Linked DNA regions of Rattus norvegicus: region 1 is linked to region 2. The links are chromatin contacts, called in public Hi-C maps. All regions are on one chromosome and are shown on one strand. Each heading gives the region's core, a stretch centred on a gene start, on an enhancer-like site or on the middle of the called end of the contact. The rest is flanking DNA. Distances are from core to core; before and after follow the strand shown. Region 1 holds the start of Pop7 (POP7 homolog, ribonuclease P/MRP subunit). Region 2 holds the start of Irs3 (insulin receptor substrate 3).

Region 1 (6,039 bases), core at 206-2,705, 140 kb before region 2:
ATCTCCCCAATCCTCCCCCGTCATAATTCTTGGGGTTCCTAGGGATCGAACCTGGGGCCTAAATTGATGCTAGGCAACTAGGTAACACAATTTCCTCGCTGAATTAGATCCACAGTCCTTCACCTTGAAAACTTCTCTTTTCCCAAGCCTGGTAACTATGAGAGCCTGAGACAAACCAGCTGGAGCTGGCTCAGTAGGTGAGTCTGCTCTCTAACCTTCCTGAGTGCACACTGTAACAAGTTAAGCTTCTGTGTTACACTCAACAAACTCCTTATTTGTCATATTGTGGTCTAAGGTGGGTTCCTTTCCTGTGGCCTAAATATTTGCAAAGTTTCCTACCCCATTCAAGTACACACAGGAAGAACCATCCCTATTCAAGCACACTAGGAAGAAGAGACCATTCGAAGCCCGGTACCAACACAACTTAACATTTTATTATATGGGACAAGGAAGATTCGCTTCTCGGGCTCTCCGTTTCCAGTTCTCTACGCTGAGATAACAAGCTCTGAGAAGCGGTCCATGACAGAACTCAGAACAAGAGCCATACGAACCCCTAGAAACCTCAACCACATGAAGCCTGGATGTGTGTGCACAAAGGACTTGGTGGATGAAAAGTCAGCTTGATTTCAGTTACTTGGGCGTGACCCTGAAGACTCGGATGTGGATGGCTGAGTTGTTCCTGATCCTAGTCAGTGGCTCTCGAGAGTCAGTCTCTGGCTCCAACTCATCCACCAGCTCCACCGTGGAGGTATTAGCAGCCACCTGTAGGGACCCAAAGCTGCCTGCCTGCAGCTGCAGGGCGATGTTGATGGCACGGTTGATGGCCAGGCCCAAGCCATGAATGTAGATTTCAGTGCATGCGTTCTGCCCCCTAGTGCCTCCGTCCAGCAGCTTTTGGCAGCGAGCTAGCTGAGCCTTAAAATCAGTCTTCATGTTGACATAAATATCATTGGGCCTCCGCGGCAAGCGGTGGGGAAGTCGTTTCCGAAGGGTGTACTCCACGGGGTCCAGCTCAGCCTCGATGGCACCGCGGGGTTCTCTGTTTTCTGCCATGCTCTAAGTCCTGGCATGGAGAAGGAACGAGATTCAGGAAGAATGACAGAATCCTTTTCTGCCCAGCTTTCTAAGGGTGCAACCAGAAGGGGGCGCCCTCAACGCCCTCTTCCTTCCTAGCGTCTCAATCCCTTCCACTTCCGCTTTCTCCACTCCCAGTTTTAATTCATTCATCACGTGGCTCCCATTCCCGGCGTTTCCACGCCTACCTTCTTCCCTCCACAGTGCCCTTCACTCGTGTGAACCTCGCCGACCGATCCAAGTGGACCCCGCTGCCCACGATATGCAGAATAAAGAATCCGAACAGGAACGCCAGGCAGTCTCTTCAGCAAGGGCTACACACTGCGCACGCGTGTCCCCGCTCCAAGCCGGAATCCATAAGCTTGTGGCCTTCTGGGCCTCCGTTCTCTCCGCCCCTTTTCTCGTGCGCGTGTGCGAGGGAATTAAGTCTCGCGAGATTTGTGAATTCGAAGCGTTCTATTCTTGAGCGCTTGGAAGGGCGGGACTAGCTAGCAGAGGCGGGATTTATTGACAGAGGCGGGCCCAAGAGAGGCGTGGTGTGGATCACCCAGTTTTCCCCTCCCCTGGAGGGGCGGGACTCATGGATCTAGGCGGGAAGCAGGGTTGGTAGAAAGGGTTCGGAACTTCAGCCCGGGGTCAGCCTTGGAGCTGGGATCGCCCAGGGGCCGGAAGTCTGTAATCACTTCAGAGCAGTGGAATTGACAGCTGACCTCCCGCCCGAGGTCCTGGGAGATCCGGAAGCCGACAAATCGAAGGGATCGAGTTAAGGCCGGATGTCCACAATGGGCTCCTCCCTCTGCAAGGGACCCACATTAGGTGCCAAGCGTTTGCAGCTTCCCGCCACACCTCTTAACTGTCTTCTCCCGCCGCACTCAAGCTGCTCCTCCATGACCGGCAATCATGACCAGCCGCTCCCTGGTGGAAGGGACAAGAACTGCAGTACTTGGGTTCCTAACCCCTTAAAGTTAGTGAGGACTGGATCTCTGCCCAGATTGTTAAAGCCTTTGGACAGTTCCCTGCAGATGTGAGTGAGACCTGTATTTAGGACCTCGTCCTATAGCTCCAGACCACTTACGTAGGTAGAATCTGATTGAAGGCTGGAAAGAGAACTGTGCACCCTGCTGTATAGCCAACCTTGAAGTTGATTCCCCTGCCTCCACCTTGTGAGTGTCAAGATTATCGAGCACTCACTCAACTGAGCTACAACCCATAACTCTTGGGATTTCGGTTAAAGTGGAAGGTTTAACATTTTAGACCTTAGTTCGCTCCAAGTTGATCTATATATTTAATGAACATTTTAGGGGAACCTCAGGAAGAGTTGCACATATAAACCAAAATATCTTTTTTGTGGTGGGGAGGATAGGGTTTAACTATGTAGCTCAGGCTAACCTAAAACTCATGCTCCTGCCTTGGCCTGCTAGTGTTGCAGGTGTGCATGACTGCACCATATTAATGTGTTTATCCTAAAACTTGTGGCAAATAAATAGACTGAATTTAATAATTTTGTATTGTTGTTGGACTCATAGTCATCTCAGCAATTAAGAGCACTTGCTGCTCTTCAAGATGACTCCCAAAGGATCTAGGTTTGGTTCCCAGTACCCATGTTGGGTGGCTAACAGTCATCTGTAACTCCAGCTTCAGGAGAGCTGATGCCCTCTTCTGCCCAGACACAACAGGGCACATATATAAAAATTTAAATATATATTTACTTTTACAGCTATGGGTATTGTGTGTAGAGTGATTCGATGCAGGGAACATACTATGGCACGTTGTGGAGTCGATTCCTCAACCTTTACATGGGTTCTGAGGATCAAAGGCTCTCACGGTAAGCACTTGACACTCTGAACCATCTTGCCAGCCCCTTAAGACTTACCATGTAAATACAGTCATTAAGAAAAGTGTGCTGTTGGCAGATGTCTAGATACGAAAAATCAATAAAATAGAGAAGTCAGAACCACACAAGTACAACCAAGCCACTGGAGAAAGGGTCTCACAGCCAGGCTGGCATCGAATCAGTGAGAGTGCCCTTGAAGGTCTGATCGCCTACCTTCAGGTGCCAGGTATGGGAATCACAGGAGAGGCCAGCAGGGCTGATTTATGCAGTGCTGGGGAAGGAGCCCAGGGCTTCGTGCTTGCTACCATTTGAGTTATAGCTCCAGCCAATTCATTTTCTTGACAGAAATGCAAACATAGCACAATGCAAAAAGACTGTGTATCAAGTGCTTCTGAAACAGACCAGGAAAAGAAAAGGGCCTTAAGACCACAGTGTGGCGAGTGGCTCTGAATATGAAATTGTTAACTATAAACCAATTGGAGAAAATGTAAGGGAAATTTTCAGGAGGCTAGTCAGGCAACAAGTTCAGAGACAGGACCAGGGTGGAGTGGGAAATAAAGATAAACTGTCATTTATCAAAATTTCAAGGCTGGAGGGCCTACAGGTAAAACTACCCATTGTGAAGTCTAAGGATCTGAGGTAGGTCCTGGGGCCCACACAATAGAAGAGGAAAGTGTAGTCCCAGAAGCTGTCCTCTGACCTCCATGCACGAACACTCCCCAAACACACTCAAAATAAATACATTTAAAAATCTCAGAAACCTTTAAGGCTGGGCACGAAGACCCATACTGTAATACAAGCAAGCACTTAGGAGACTATGGCAGGAGGATTGTCATGGGTTTGAAGCCAGTTTAAGTTAGAGAGCTCCAGACTACACTGTAAGACCCTGTCTCAAAAATAAAACCTTTATGAAAGACCAAACTAGTATGAAAACAGGATGCACAAAGCTGCACATGGTGGTACACAAGAGGTCCAGGCACGCAGGAGGTGGAGGTCAGAGGGCAGGAGGCTGAGGCCAGCTTGGGTACAAAACCTGTCTAGAGAGAAGGGTTGGAGCGATGGCTCAATGGGTCAAGGGCATTCTGTACAAGCCTAATGACCTGAGGCTGGTCCCCAGGACCTAAAGAAGAGACATAACACCACAGTTGTCCTCTGACCTCCAAACAGTGATGTATGGAACATGTATGCTGCCACCCACCATACACCATACACACATGCACACATAATAATAGTAATATAATTATTATTATAAAGGGGGAGAAGGTAAAAGAAGCAATGGGATGGGAGAATATATTTAAATCATATTTAATAAAAGATTTGTATCTAAACTATGTAAAAACTTGGAACTGAAGAGTTGGAATCCAAGTGCCAAGGTACCTGTAAACCCAGCTTTCTGAAGGCTTAGGTACCAGGGACATGACTCGTGAAAGCAAAACACACATGTACATGCACATGCACACGTCTCAACAAGTAAAGAGAGAAAACAACCCAGCTGGAAATACTGACCCACGCCTGTAATCCCAGCGCTCCAGAAGCAGAGGCAGAGGCAGAGGCAGATGGATCTCTAAGTTTCAGGCCAGTCTGGTCTACACAGTGAGTTCCAGGACAGCCAAGGATGCACAGAAAAACCTTGTCCAGAAAAAGAAAGAAAAGAAGGAAGGAAAACAGAAAGACAGGAAGGAAGGAAGGAAGGAAGGAAGGAAGGAAGGAAGGAAGGACTCAATTACAAAATAGACGGACATTCGGGACATTTCAGCAGGGGCACAGGATGATAAGCACCTCACAAGGTGTTCAATATGATTATCCATTAGAGAAATGCACATTAAAACCACAGTGATGTGAGGAGCTGGAGATGTGACTCTGTTGATAGAGTGCCTGCCCAATGTACAGAAAACCCTGGATTTTACCCCTAGCGAGGCATAAACCAGAAACCTGGGCACCTGTAATCCCAGCACTCAGTTGGTAGAGGGAGGGGGGATACAAAGATGAAGGTCATTCTCACCTACACAGTAAGTTTGAGGCTCTGCTATGAAAAAAAAAAATGAAATCAAGCAAGAAAGAAGTAAATAAGTCTTGACAATATCACATACAGATGAAAATGCAGAAAAATCAGGATCTCACTTGTTTGATTTCTAGAAATGTGAAATTGTTCAGGGATTTATTGTGAAACTTTTCCCTCCAAATTGAACAATCTTAGAAGGAGGCTTTTTAAGACTCAGGAACCATACAAGGCTCAGAAAGTTCCTGAAACTAACAGAATTCATAGGAGATGGATCTTGGAAAAGCTAATTCTCAGTCCTACCCCTAGTATACAGTAGATAGATAGATAGATAGATAGATAGATAGATAGATAGATAGATAGATAGAGATAGAGATATATATTTCTCCACAAGTCCCACAAGGAGTTCCAAGGATGCAGCTTTTGTGAGTTAGCACCCATTGCAAGGTAGCCCTTCCAGTGTTACAGTTGCCTTTGAATCTTCCATGATCCTTCAAGTAACCCTAAGAGATTCATTGGTTCTCCAGGTTGAACTTTGGAAGAATTGTTTGCTTTGTGGGTGAATAGACATTTGTGTGTATCTCTATAGGAGAAGTTATCCAGTTATCATTCTAGAAAATACTCCTATAGTTTCCCCTAAATGACACAAGAAGAGCACTTCTGACCATTTAAATGATTTTACAGCATGGCGGTACACTCCTGTAATACCAGCATGCAGACAGGAGGATTTCAAGAGGTGGGCCAGCCTGGGCTGAGCAATAAGGCCCTGTCTCAAAACCAAAACAAACCAACAACAGAAAAACTGTACAAGGCTGGGGATTTAGCAAAGCATGCTGGAGGTCCTGTCCAAGCTCCAGGACTGCAAGACAACAGCAATACCTCAGACAAATAAAGGGTGATAGGGATGTCCACGGTAGTTCTGTATTGAAGAGCCCACAGTTGGAAAAGCCAGATGCCTTTCAGGTAATGAATGATAAAAGAACAGACTGTGAATTGTCCACCCACAATATTACTCAGCAACATGACTTGCACCAAGGAATCCTCTTGAGCTATGAGAACACCAGTTGTTAATGCGGCTGGGAGCATGGTTCAGTTGACACAGCACCGGCCGAGCACGCTAAGTCCTGAGTTT
Region 2 (6,102 bases), core at 2,830-5,329:
AGGGGCTAGACCTCTCCACGGGCAGTGACCAGGGAGAGGCCTGGAGCTCTGGAGAGGAGACTATGGAAAAGCAACAAACGCCTGTGCAGGACAGGTGAGGGCGTGGTGGGGGCCGCTAGGAGGCGTTGTGGGCTCTTCCCGAAAAAGAATTATCCAGGAGGTCGGTACAGGAAGTGGGTATATTGCTTGTCCTGCGACTGACTCAGGTCAGCTTTAGGAAGGGAAGTGAGTTGGGAAGCCTGTCCCTCCCTTCTCACAGCTCACAGCCCCAGGCACTCAGCCCATCGGAGACAGAAAGAAAGCAGCTGCTGCCTTTCAGGCACCTGGCTACTGAGTTGACTGCAGAAGCCCCAGGTAGGCACCAGGTCTTGCTGTTTTTACCCACAAGGCCCGGGAGATTCAGAGCCTGTTCTAATCTTGTTTCTTTTATTGACAGTACCTCTTTCTCCCTGGAGGACCTACCAGGTCACCCCCTCAAGGATGACTCCTCTGCCACTTTGGGATCCCAGCCACCAGGCTAATACAGGACCCCAGCTGCTGGTGAGTTGGATCTGTGGCTCTGTCTCAAGGTAGCAGGAGTGCCAAGAGATGGAGCTCAGTCATTTTCTGTTCTCCACAGGGGGCCAGCTGTGGGTCAGGGATATCTTTGTCTAACAGGACCCTGTGCCATCCTTCTTGGCCTATGTATGATGACTGGGGCAGGATGCCCACTACCTCAGGACATCCAGAAGAGAAGCAGGTGGCATCTAGGGGCACAGGTACTTCTCTCGGCCCCTCAGCTCAGTTGTGAAGTTGCTGAGGAAGCTGCACTGAGGGCTAGGGTGGCAGGCCAAGGCCACCAAGCTAGCAGGCTCTCTTCCTCAGGGCTCCCAGTGAGAAACTCTGAAGAAGTCTTTCTCTTGGACCCTCTGCTATCCCCTGGGCAGCGTGTTCCCCTATACCTGCCCAAGCCCCCTCAGCAGGTGAGAATGAGCCTCCCTACATTCTCTCTCCCTTTCTCCATTCAGAGCCAGTGGGACAAACTTCCCTTCCCGTCTTCTCAGGCAATGGGCTCACTAAAGCTGTTGCTCCCGCCTCCTATCATGTCCTCCTCTGTGCAGCCCTCCTCCTCCCAAGGCTGCCCCTTCTCCTCCCAGGCCCGCCCCCCCTCCTCCCAGGCCCGCCCCCCAACCTGGCTCAGCGAGGCGGAGATGATCGCCCTTGCTGGTCTGCTGCAGATGAGCCAGGGAGAGCAGACCCCCGACTCCCAGGCAAGCTCCCTGCCTTCTGCCAGCTGCCCAGACCCTGCCTATGTCTCTGAAGACCCTGGCCCCAATGGTGGCCAGAGCTGTTCTGGAAGCACTGACCCACGACCCACACAGAACCCCGATAACCACCGTCCATAGTGTCCCCTCCCCTCCCTCCACAGGGGCTGTCTTCTCTCCTAAGCCGTTTTGTTGACAATAAATCAGAGTGTGCAAACCAGGCTCTCTGCAGTGGGGCATGGGATGCAGAAGCAGGCTGGGCCCGTTACACCACTACACTCAATTATTCTTCCTCCAGGTCACCCACTCCCTGGGGCAGGGAAGCCCACTGAGCCAAGATAGTCAGGGAGCAGGGCACCTTTAATGGGTGGGTTGGGTCCACAGCAGGGGAAGTAAGGAAATTGATCTGGTCTCCCAGGCCCAGAGAAGGCTCAGGTGAGCCTGACTCAGACCCTAGCAGGATGACTCAGGGGAGGACAGGCTGCTTGGGGGCCACCAACATGGTCCCTGATGCTCCCCTCACCCCCATTGTTTCTGAGCCTTAGGACTTACGCTTTGCCTTGCAAACACCGGGTTAGGATACTTCTTTGGCTGAGAAGACACAATGGCATCTAGCTGCCAACATGTGAGGGGACTGAGCTGTCCCAAACCAGGGTGAGAATTCATCCATGCTTCAGCCACAGCTCGCCCGAGACTGGTTCTGTAGGTGTTTTATTTGTTTGTTGTTTGGGTTTGGGGTGGGGGTGCAGAGAGATGTTCTAGTACTTTCTCTTAAGAGTCTAATTTCTTTGGAGCACTTCTTCCTGAGGTGTTTCTGAGGCGGTACAGCTGGAAGAGACAGAGCAGGCAAGGGGGCAGCATAGCACCTCACAAGGCCTCAGAGTCCCTGGCTCCTATGTGCAGAAGCTGAGCTGAACAGTGCTAAGGTTTTCTCTTCTTTTCCTCTCTTCCCTAACCAATGCTTGGTTCTCCTCCCCTATCTTCTGAAAGTTCTAGAACTTGATGCTGGCATAGCTATGTGGACTATTCCCTGGGGCCGCTCCAGGAACCTCCAGGGGAGGGACTAGGTCCAGGTCCACATAGTTGAGGCAGCTGTCCAGAGACCCCAGCCTAGCACTGGGATAGTCAGGGATGTACATGTAGTCCCCAGAGAGCTCTGACCCTTGGGAAGAGCGGGGCTGAGCCACCGTGGGTCTCCATCTGTCCCTAATGCTACACTGGGCACTAGAATGCCCATGTTCAGGCTCCCTGGCCTTGAACTCGTAGTAAAGAGGCCCCGGTAAAAATCTGTTCATGGGCATATACTCTGTGCTCTCACAATCCTCAGGCTCCTTTCTGGGATCTACCCTGGGAGGGGTGGGGGGAGGGAGACCTGGGGGCGCCATCCACATGTACTCAGCAGCTTTCCCCCCCATGTGCACATAGTCATTCCTCATTCCCATGGCGATGTAGTCCCCACCCAGATCTGGCCCCCTGTAGGAGGGTGCTGACCCCATCCTTTCCAGTGGATTGACGTAGTCCTGCTTCGCTCTCTCACCCGGACTTCTCGCTTGTGCTGCCAGTGCCAAAGCAGGGATCTCATATGGTGCTGGGGCAGGGACTGCAGAAGCCCCCTTTGGAGAATCTCCCAGCGGTGCCTCAGCTTTGCCACTGGCTGCACTGCTCCCCAGTCTCTTCATGGCAGCCAGGACGGTCTCATGAATGCTTTGGGCCACCACTGCATCAGGGGCCTGCAGCCACAGCTCACCAGGACCTATGGGCGCTGAGCGCCCGAGTTCCAGGAAGAAAAAGGAATCTGCGTGGCCGCAGCGGCGCACACTGAGCAAGGACAAGCGCAGGACTGGTGGTGGCGTTGCCCGGCTGTCTCTGGAGCCTTTGCTTCCCGGCTTCCGCAGGAGGCTCAGGGCCCCAGAACCCAGGCACAGGCGATAGCTGCCGCTGCTCAGGCCTGGTGCTCTCCCCAGCCCCTTGGACCGCAGTGTCACAGGCCAGACGTCCTGGAACGGGGCGAAGATCCAAGACTCAGGGGCCTCTTGGGGGCTGAAACCTGGAGAGAATGGGCAAGTCACTGGGAGGCTGGGGTAGGGTCACCGAGTCCCAGGTGACCAAGACGTGTAAAAGCTTAAGATTTGAACCTTTGTTGATCCTGAGAGAAATGGGTTCAAGATAAACTAAGTCAGCAACCCCTGACCTCCCCGTAGCTCACCCAGGGCTCACCCATAGCGGTGGCAGCAGCTGCAGCGGCGGTGGCGCGCACCTCGAGCAAGGCGCTGTACCATGTTTGCTGCTCTGCTTCACTGGCCGCCGCCACGCCCAGGCTGCTGTCGCTGGTATAGATGACGATCAGGTGGCGCTGACGGGCATCCGCGCGCTTGCTAATAGTGCAGGCACCTTCCAGGCTAACGGTACGCCGGGGTCGAGGTGGGCGGCAGCCGCTGGCCAAGAACTTCTTCTCGCTCTCATAGCACTCCAGCCGTGGTGGGTCAGCACGCAGCACGAAAAAGCGGCGGCGCTGGGACTTCTGCTTCCTCAGATGGCCACAGAGCCGCACGTCGGGCGGGCAGGGCCAAGGAAACGGCGGGCCGAGGGACACGTCGGTGGACTCGCCCCCAGAGGAGACTGTGGGGCCCGTACCTGCAGGGTTCATCTCCAGCCAAAGGCAGTAAACTGTCCTCAGAAGGACTAATTTGAATGGGTCCTGTCCCCTGAGCTACCACCGGCTTGGGACAAGTTGCAATCTTGGGAAGATTGCAACCGGCCTAGCTGCCCTGCATCTCTCCACGCCCTCTCCTGACTTGGAGTGGGCAAGGAGCCTGTACAGGGTGCGTGTGTCCCAGTGGCCAGTGACACCAGGACTCCTAGGTCTAAGGGAGGCTGATCCAACTGGGTCAGCCTCCTTGTTGGAATCTCCACCCCCTTCAAGTTAACCCTCCCACGCCCCGAGTGCAGGAAGTTGAGTTTAGGATTCATAGGCTAGAGTAGGAGTCCTGCACCGCTGGGACCGAACTTTCACAGGGGCGGGGAGTGAGGGGGGTGCGTCTCTACCAATCAGCTGACTGGATATGGGGGTGGAGGAGTACCGCCAGCGGCAGCCTGGGGCAATCTCGAAAGCCCGAAAGTTAGAAAGCCAGGGTGCAGAAGCAGCTGTAGTTAGCAGTGGTGGCACCAGCGATTAGAAGAGCGGCCTAGCGGGCCATCCTGAGAGCAGCGGTTCTCCAGGCAGGAGCCACCTCACTGAGCCTCTACTTGTCGGTCCTCGGTGTTCTTTCCCTTCCGGCTCAGAGACGATGCTTGTGCTTTTGCTTCAGGGACCGTGGCTGCTGAGCCATACGCAGAACTCTGACTCTTTGATGAGTTTGCATAGCACAGGATAGGGAAACCCTGGTCTCTGGTTACCGACCGTTCCCACCAGATTCTCACGCATGCAAACGGCCACTGAAAGACACTTGAAAAAGGAGTTAGTCTTTCCGGGACACCTTCCTAAAAGTGCCCCTCACCACCATCAAGCCAAAATGCGAACCCGAACCTGACGGTGGCTGTGGTCACAGAAGCCTGGATCCTGTGGCAGATGTCCCAGTAACCCTTTGCATCCTGAGAGGTTTGGGTGGGGCTGGAGATCACACACCACGAATGCACATACTTGTGCGGGCCGGAAGACAGCCTCTGCTATCATTCCTCAAGAGCTATCCCTCTTGTTTTCTAGGCAGGCTCATTGGCCTGGAACTCGTCTAGTAGGCTAGGTTAGTGGTCCTGGAAGCCCCAGGCATAGCATGTCTGACTCCACTTCCCCTGCCTGGGGTTACAGTGCGTGCTACCACACCCAGCTTTGAAAATATTTAGTATGTGTGTGGTGCAGGTTGCCTCTTGCGTGTGGTTGCAGGACAACTTTTGGAAGTGGGTTCTTGCTTTCCATCTTTTTGAGGCAGGGACGCTCTCTGTGTACTTCAGGCATGCTGGCCTGAGAGCTTTAATGATAGTAGTGGTTGGGGTTTTGCGTGCGTGCGTGCGTGCGTGCGTGCGTGCGTGCATGTGTGTTTCTCTGAGCCCTGGCTGTCCTGGATCTCAGCGATCTGCCTGCCTCTGCTTTCTGAGTATTGGGATAAAAAGCATGTACCCTGCTGGAAGTCTTCTATCTTGCTCTAGGAGTATGGGGAATATGATGCAAGCCATGAATTCCACTTTTTAATGTGGATTCTGGTGATCAAATTTGGGCTATTGGGTTTGAACGGACCAACTGAACCATGTCCCCAGCCCCTGGGATATTTTGTTTCTCTATATTAGGGTCACAAGGGTGAGGGAGTGGCGTGACTCATTCTGTCAGACAAAGCTTAGCTGACAAGTCATGGTGCCTTAGCAGACCTGGCATTCCCTAATGAATGCGTGGCCAGCAAAACCCATGCGGGGAAAGACGAACTTATAGAAGAGAAGGCCAACCTGTGAGACCCTGGAAGGGTATTTTGGGGAGGGGCTCCCTTAGGTAAGGAACCCATCTACCAAGTAAACAGAACCAAGACAACCTGGGTCTTTTTCTCAGGATAGTTCAAGGGCAGCTCAAGCAGAGGCCTAGGGCTTATCTGTGATCTTCAGTACTGTAGAAATCATTGCAGCAGTGAAGTGATGTCTGTCTGTCTGTCTGTCTGTCTGTCTCTTTCTCAAATCAGGGTTTCTTTGTGAAGTCCTGGCTGTCCTGGAATTCTCCTTGTAGACCAGGCTGGCCTCAGACATCTGCCTACCCATGCCTCCCAAGTGCTGGGCTGAAAGGCGTTCACCACCATCATCTGTCTGGTTGACATCCTTGAGCACCTTTTCGGGTGTGCATGAGGGCAGACACCCATGTCAACAAGCAACATAGGTCTGG

Evidence for each region. Hi-C and Micro-C count contacts between places; a contact is called where the count stands out from the background.
Region 1: a Hi-C map of psoas muscle shows a contact between it and region 2, with 2.2 times the contacts expected there. The contact joins the promoter of Pop7 here to the promoter of Irs3 in region 2. A contact is called at or near these places in 1 of 12 Hi-C or Micro-C datasets (psoas muscle) and 1 of 1 datasets of contacts at active chromatin or transcription factors (oligodendrocytes).

What each region holds. Positions count from the first base shown.
Region 1 is chr12:24,821,577-24,827,615 of GRCr8, reverse strand. It overlaps Pop7 (POP7 homolog, ribonuclease P/MRP subunit), which reads right to left and starts at 1,455. Exons shown (of 2, transcript NM_001105918.1): 1 at 1,263-1,455; 2 at 414-1,063. The coding sequence starts at 1,053. The coding sequence ends at 631.
Region 2 is chr12:24,687,907-24,694,008 of GRCr8, reverse strand. It overlaps Irs3 (insulin receptor substrate 3), which reads right to left and starts at 4,079. Exons shown (of 2, transcript NM_032074.1): 1 at 3,462-4,079; 2 at 1,941-3,291. The coding sequence starts at 3,891. The coding sequence ends at 2,237. It overlaps Sap25 (Sin3A-associated protein 25), which reads left to right and starts at 326. Exons shown (of 4, transcript XM_008769160.3): 1 at 326-354; 2 at 437-540; 3 at 620-758; 4 at 865-1,461. The coding sequence starts at 481. The coding sequence ends at 1,385. It also overlaps a transcript of Agfg2 not described here.